Linked DNA regions of Gossypium hirsutum: region 1 is linked to region 2. A link is a contact called in public Hi-C data. All regions are on one chromosome and are shown on one strand. The core of a region is the stretch at or near the end of the contact, and the rest is flanking DNA. Distances in the headings are between cores, read along the strand shown. Region 1 holds the start of LOC107948924 (subtilisin inhibitor). Region 2 holds the start of LOC107948888 (protein SRG1).

Region 1 (3,856 bases), core at 940-3,439, 280 kb after region 2:
ATGGAAACAACGAAAAGAGAAATAGGTTGCATTTATTATTATCCTCAATAAATGCATTTTCTCGCAAAGAAAAAGAGATGACTAAGGAATTAATGTAATTTCTTTGAATTACTATTTATTATATTGAAAATAAATAATTGAGTTCAAAGTGAAAATTAAGTTAAGTAGTCATTGCGGTTTTACAAAATGAGACAATTAGATATATTTACTCATAGATTCTAGTACATTAAAGTCATTATGACTTTAATGAAATTAGAATTGGATTGAGAAAATAATGTAATTGGATATTCCCAATGTGTGCCACTCACCATAACTAGGGACTCATTGTTTTCTATTAAAATATTATTCCTTTGTCTCTTATTATGTTAGTAGAACTCTTGTGATTTTTCACTATATATAGGTTAAAGCTTTCGTTGCCTGACCAATTTGGATATTAGAGTCCACTCTCTAAGTAATTGAGGGTTTGAGAATAGCGAAGAAGATTATATTGGTTAAAAGCTAAGAATCGACAAATCCTATTAAGTGAATAACACATGTACTAAATTTGTGAAAATTTATTGTCATAGATAACACAAAAGCTCGATTTTATGAAATATTTAAAAAAAATTATGCAAATAAACTTACTTTCTGTATCGATTTTCCAACAAAAATGTGATGTATGTTAATGATTTTGCCATAGTTCATCTTTCCACAATTGGGTAACTAGCTTAAATGGTTAATTGAAGTTTAATGGCCAATGATGTCGACTATTGCATTAAATTGATCAATTGTATGTTTGCATGTGTTAAATTGATGTGCTTACATGTTTTATTTTGACAACCTAAAGCGTGCATCTAGGCTAGGGAGAATAGAGACTAACCTTAGTTGGGAATAGATTGATTTACCCTAAAGCCTAAACTCTTTAACTTTTTCGAGTGTCATTAAGTCAAGAAATCCATCATAGGCTGAATTTATAGGCAAGAACTATGGTTAAATGGAAAACCTTATGATCGGGGGTAAGTTGAGAGACTAGAATGACCTAGGGCTAGTGATCTTACAAGGATTTAATTTAGCATTTCGTTCCATAGTCATTAGGTGAATCAATCTACAATTACTTAAGCTTGTTGGTGAAGTTATTAGTTGAGAGTTGATTTTAGCTTTTAGTATTTTAATGCTTAATGTAAACCTAATGGAAATGTTAATCGGCTAGGTTGATAACTCTCAATTCGATTAGATTGGTAATTTACTTCAGTAGTGCTCGAGTGTTCGAATTTAGCAAAGGATTTAGCCAATAATTCTCCCCAAGGGTACAATTCTTCCCAAGGGTACAATTCTTAGAGTACTTGTTAAGTATTTCATTGTAAAAAAACTATAATATAATTTAATATTATAGGTTTGTGATTAAATCTCAATCATCAATTTTATATACTTTTATTATAAGCGGAACGAAAAGGTCGGATGTGTAATGTTAAAGACAATTACAATCTCCATGAATATTGGATGCATCCATTCTTGTCCTGCTTCGCTTCAGTTTAATTTTTACTAGTTATTTCTACTATTTTCAATTTTTTAAAGAAAAATAAATATTTGACCATAATTTTTTTTTAAATATTTTAACTTGAAATATACGAGGTTTTCTTATAACACTTTTTTTTTACATTTTTATCTTGTTCATTGTTATATATATATATGACAAAATGATAGTTTTATATAGTAGGGCAGGATAAACAATTGTTATAACTACTCCATATCCATTGTCCAAAAAAATTTATTGCATATCATGTCACATCCATTTTTCCAAAAAATAAAAGGATTAGTTCAAAATTTATTGGATGTTTCAAATTTTGTCATCCTTAGCTTCAAATTTTGTCATTTCAACTAAAATCTTATTTGTGTTTGAAGTAATTTTTTTATAAATATATTTTTACATAATTTTTTTTTCATCTATATCGTGAGTATTTCATAATCCAATTAAATTTAGTTGCATAATTGACCCAGAGAGATCAAACTGTCGGGCCAGTCCAATGTGGATGTGCTGATTAGACGGGCCATGGTTTCATGAACATTTTGATATCAAATTATTTTGGGCCTAGCGGATGTGGTGTTTTAAACAAGCCTTTCATGAAGATTTAACATTCTTGTGAAGGTTCATACTTTTGGGCCACTGACCATCGTCCCTGCATTTCAAGCCTAATAAAATTTTCAATTTCACAAGAGAGTCAACATTAACAAGCCGGCCTTATTCCTGGCAGGACGAGTGACATTCTTGTCGTGCACCGCATAGTAATAATCAAATTCCATGCCCGCCATATGAAGGAGTTGTCAGGAAAACTCTCCATGTGGCAAAACCAAAGATTGAACTTTGATAAAATCAATCAAGAAGAGGACATTTAAACAAGAACCCCCCCGTCCCTTCATAAGTCACCAAATATACCATTGCTTTTCCATGGCTGAGAAGCAGCAAACTGAACCCTCTGACAAACAACCTGGTGAATTAACAGACTCAGCGCCGGTTTTACCAAGTAAGTTGGTCGCCTCCCATCGTCTTAGATCATTCAAATTATTTGAGTTATAATTTGATAGTTAGTGGTAGACTCATTTATAGGATGTTAAATGCAGGAACTTATGGGACATTGCTTGGACCAAGCACTGCTCCGAAAATGGAATGGCCTGAGTTAGTAGGCCTTACCCCTGAGGAAGCAGAGAGAAAGATCAAGGAAGACATGCCAAGAGTCCAGATTCAGGTGGTCCAAGCTAATTGCTTTGTTACCATGGATTTCAACCATGGAAGGGTTCGATTATATCTTGACCATTCAGGAAAAGTTGAAAGGCCTCCAAGAATTGGCTAAATCTAACTTGTTTGCTTTCGAGAATAATATTACAACGTCATAGTTGTTAAGACATCATTAGAATCACAGGTAAACAATGAGCAAAACTTTTGCATGAACGTATGTAATAAAACTTGGAACTTTCATTTGGAGTTGAATAGTTGAAATCAGATGATTCTCTTGTTATGGGGTAGGAAAGTCAGAAAATTCAACTGGATGATGGTCATAATAGAAAATAGATGAAGCAAGATAGAAGTGGTCCCCCGAGATATTGTTTTAGCATCTTATATCAATGTAGTGAAGTACTGAAGTATGGACAGCATTCAATCACCTTTTTCTTCTTCATCCATAAAAGAAAAGGAAACCGTCAAATGTCTTCTCCCCTTTTGCTTATTTTAGCCATGGGTTTGGTGTTGGTGGTTCATTTGGTGTGTCTTGGTTTTGTCTGATATCTATCTGTGGTGATCTTGAGTCTTGTTCTTTGGGTATTTTTGTTTGCCTATTAAAATGTCAAACTCCCACTGCGCCACTAGGCCACTAGTAGAAGATTCTAACTGTAACAACCCCACTATTTCCATGGCCTCTTTCAATCATAAATATACAATTGATATCAAGAGGGTAGAGTTAGCACATGGTCATGACCCTAACATTGGTCTTCTGTTTTGTTTTTTTCTTTCTTAAGCCCAATATTTGAAGTACTGTTCCATATGTTTAGCCAATGAATGGCAAGTCTGCGCAGTTTTAATTAATACTCATTTCAATCTCAGGCTTATGAAGTTCCGTATTACCTTTAAATCTTAGTGAATTTGCAGTCCAGTTTCTAATTACGAATTCCAACATTTTTATGGAACTTACTTTCTTCCCAAAATAAGGAAAGTTTTAGACATCTATTAATCATAATTAAGACATTCTAGTTAACGACAATAATGCTCGTAAAATATAAAAGGACATCAGATGTTAAATCACAAATACAGAGGTAGCTTAGTAAGAAAAAGAATTATTAATGACATCACACTTTTCCCGACCATAGTTTGCTACAGAAGATAAAG
Region 2 (3,906 bases), core at 311-2,810:
ACTTGAGGCAACAATAGCGGTGAAGTATCATTTGGTGAAATGAACAAAAACTGCTCTTTGATGGTTACTGTTATTGATCTTTTCTATAAAAATGGAACAGAAACTAAAGCGAGAGTTTGAATCTATGCATCTGGTGTGTGCCTTGGTCCTCAAAACTCCCCATATTTGACTTTCTTAACCTTCAATCTTAGCCATCTGGGTATGTGCTTTGCCCTCCATTTTTTTATTCATGGAGCTTCTCAAATACTCCCCATATCTCACTTTTTTATAAAGCTGCTGTTTTGTTTTTGAGTCGACCATGTGACTTGGGGGCTCAATCTCTACCTCATCGTGCGGAAACAGGAATGATGCATAAGAAATTCTTGCCTTACTATAATTTGCAACTGCTCTTTGCTCAACACTCTTGTACTTGCCATTACTCCATATCTGACACACAAGTAAAATAATAAAAAAGTCAGCTCAAATTTTGTCTTTGCTTACACCAACACCAATGAAAACATGTTTTATTTACCTCAAAGACATCGCCGACATTCACCACCAGTGCATCTGGGATTGGATTAACCGGAACCCACTCGTTGTTATTCTTAATCTGCAATCCACACACATCATCTTCCTGCATAAGTATGGTTATAGTGCTTGTGTCTGAATGTGGGCTAACACCTAGTACTTGGTCAGGTTTGGAGCAGGGAGGGTAGTAGTTCACTCGGTAAGCTTGCACCAATTGTTTATGCAGTCCAAGCAGAGCTTCCTTGTCCATTCCCATGATCAGAGAAAATGATTGAAAGAGCTCAGTTGCAACTTTTCGGATTGCATTTGAATATTCTTTTATGATTTCCCTATATGACAATATATTTGAATTAACATAGCGCAAATACAACTGGAAAATGCAAGTGCTATGATTCGGCCATATCATCTGAATACATACTGGATCCCTTTTGGTGAATTGGGCCAAAACTTGAGCTTCCTATAATGTGAGGGGTGAACCAAAAGTATGAGTGCATCCGACCAGTCCAGTATTTGATCTTCGGAAACGACATATGCATGCCCATACCCTTGTATGTCGTCTGAGGGCATGGCATACTTGTTTTTCTCTTCTAGTGAAAGCTTAAAAAACTCGGCTGCAGCATCCTTCATTTTCTGCGATACTTGCTTTGCAACTCCATGATTTACCACCTGCCAAAATTCCATCAATTGTAACTCTAAAAAGGCGGCCAACTTTTCTTTGTCATACTTGAAATATTGTTCATTTTTTACACCCTACCCTTCATATTCTTTCACTAACAATACATACCTGAAAGAAACCCCATTCTCGGCAAGCCAGATCCAGTTTGTTTAGCTCCTCATTGTTTCCCATTAACAGCAAAGACAAATCAATGACAGGAATAAATGAAGAAAGATATGACGTATCAGTATCTTTTGGCCTATCTTCCACTTTCCTAACATATCTTTGTGGAACCTGAAAAGGATCCTTCCTCACCAGCTCTTGAACATTAGGAACTGGAATTGATGGAGCATAAGTGGGTGCCTCTTCATTGTCTAGAAAGGTTCCATTTGAACCCATGGTTTCCCGTATTGTGGAGACCCTGGCACATTTTCTTCCTATTTATAGTCTACTGCTTAAGTTAGCCGCCCTTGCTAATTTTTTAACCGTTAGCTCTAGTGGATATTACTCTTCCCCTAAAAGAAAGATTCCTAATTAGATATTGTATTAACCCGAAATTTGGTTTTATTATAATGTAATTTACATGGATGGGATATTAGTTTACTAAGGCTTTCTCCCCCTATGCATTTGGGATCCGTTCGATAAAACGAAAATTTTCACCTCAAGATATCTGGAGTTATGGATATTAGACAATAGCTATACCATTTTAGTAGTTTAGGTCAGTTGTCATACTGAATTTGGGTTTTTCCGTTTTCTTCTTTTATGGACGGCAGAGGAGAATTATACATTGTTAAACACTACAACTTATGTACTTTTCGATGTGTCATTGTCAATAGAGGCAAGCCCCTTTCGAGCTCCAAGTGTTAATCTATTTGCTCCTTACTTAGAAACTGTTGGAACGTTGAGACACCCTATGTCGCAAAGGAAAAATAATTTCGGCGATAATAATTTATGAATATTCATGTACAAGAACGGATACGGGTTGAGAAAGATTGAAATTATATTCTAAACGCTCTAAAACTGCATTGGTATGGGGTTGATTCCTCTCACGATGTCACAACCCTTAGTTGCAATGAAAGAGTCCTAGCCTCTACGTTTCTACGTGATCCACCCGACAACTACGACCGGAAAAATCCCCTAAAAAACCTATTTCAAGAATTTTTGCTCAAAAATTGAAATCACACAAAGTTAGCTGTGTTTCTATTTTGACAAGTCCTTTTTGTTTCTATTCAAAACGACTTGAATGTAAGGATTAAAGATTAATATCCTTTCCTTTTATTCAAAAACATGTTTTGAATGCACACAATCACATATAACAATTATTAAAGGATTGCCATAAAATGATATTCTCTCTAAAAGAAGATGATTATTTGAAATCTCTTAAAATAATCATTAACTGAAAATCACTAGATATCTAATTGGTAATTTCGGGCTCAGCCACAAAGTTATTTCACTATAGTATTGTAGCTGGGCTCTCCCCAATTACATAACATTACAAAAGTTACTCGACCAGTGCTCATCCAATAATGTTATCATAAGTGTGTTACCCTCATATGATATTCTTAATCTCTTTAGGATAAATACATTCTTCCAATATAACCCTATTTTATTTCATGGTAATCATTACATCTTCCTTCATGAAAAGTAATTACTATCAAATAGTAATTAAGTCATCCATCATAAAGACAAATGACCCGTGACCACGTTTGCTTTTCATCTATCATGTAATACCAATGAGAGGATATCATTTACCCATTCCTTGGGCTATGAGTTCCACTATTGTGAATGATGCTACATACTGCAAAAGTCCCAATACACCAACTTTTGATTCCTTATCTATTTGAACTCAGGCTTCTACTTATATCAAAGTATACAAGTCATGCATATATAGTCCACCATCCACTTTGGGTTAAGGTATGGCACACTTTGAACATCACAAGTGATTAAATCCATAAACAGATTCATGATCTGTTACACTTGGTTCTGTCCGATGTACTGTCAATCCAGTCAACTCCCTAATTGGATTATAGACGACATACTTGTCTTTCAATCAATTTGCTCATTTCTGATTAGACTAAGGACATGTTTAAGTTCATCTACTAATATAAGTTGTCTTTTCGTATTACTATCTGACCACGTAGTACTGCTCAGAATTAGTTAAACATTAAATAACCAGTGAGCTAATATTTGCTTCCATTTTCCTTTGCATGCAAAAACCATTAAGGACAATATGAAAAAAATATTAATATAATTCATGGATATTTTTATTAAACCAATCTGATTGAAAAAAATATAAATATACAAATGAATATACTACACTTAGGGCATTAGATTTAACAGAAAGATGTAATGGTTACCATAAGATAAAATATGATCATATTGGGAAAAAGAATTTATCCCAAAGACATTAAGAATATCCTATGAGTTTAATATATTTATGATAAGATCATTGGACGAACACTTGATAAGTAGATTTCGTAATGGTATATAATAATGGAGAGCTCAGTCATGATACTTTAGTGGAATGACTTCATGACTAAATAATGTGTAATTAATAAGCGAAATGATTCATGACTAAATAACGTGTCATTAATAAGCGAAATGATGGAACTTAAGTACAAATTATTTGAGCCCTAATTATATATGTTCAATCTGTCCCTCCACGAGCTCGATATAACCAGAAACAAATTGCATGTAGAATCAATAATAAGAAATGAATTAAAACAATGAAGCATAATAAATGA

What was found. A called contact is a pair of places that touch in the nucleus more often than the background predicts.
Region 1: a Hi-C map of leaf shows a contact between it and region 2, with 2.5 times the contacts expected there. The contact joins the promoter of LOC107948924 here to the promoter of LOC107948888 in region 2. A contact is called at or near these places in 2 of 34 Hi-C or Micro-C datasets (both in leaf).

What each region holds. Positions count from the first base shown.
Region 1 is chrA04:73,771,595-73,775,450 of Gossypium_hirsutum_v2.1, forward strand. LOC107948924 (subtilisin inhibitor) reads left to right here and starts at 2,190. Exons shown (of 2, transcript XM_016883586.2): 1 at 2,190-2,501; 2 at 2,599-2,977. The coding sequence starts at 2,426. The coding sequence ends at 2,828. It overlaps LOC107948922 (L-type lectin-domain containing receptor kinase S.4), which reads right to left. Exons shown (of 1, transcript XM_016883585.2): 1 at 3,785-3,856.
Region 2 is chrA04:73,492,281-73,496,186 of Gossypium_hirsutum_v2.1, forward strand. It overlaps LOC107948888 (protein SRG1), which reads right to left and starts at 1,561. Exons shown (of 4, transcript XM_016883546.2): 1 at 1,292-1,561; 2 at 926-1,173; 3 at 512-836; 4 at 1-426. The coding sequence starts at 1,561. The coding sequence ends at 175.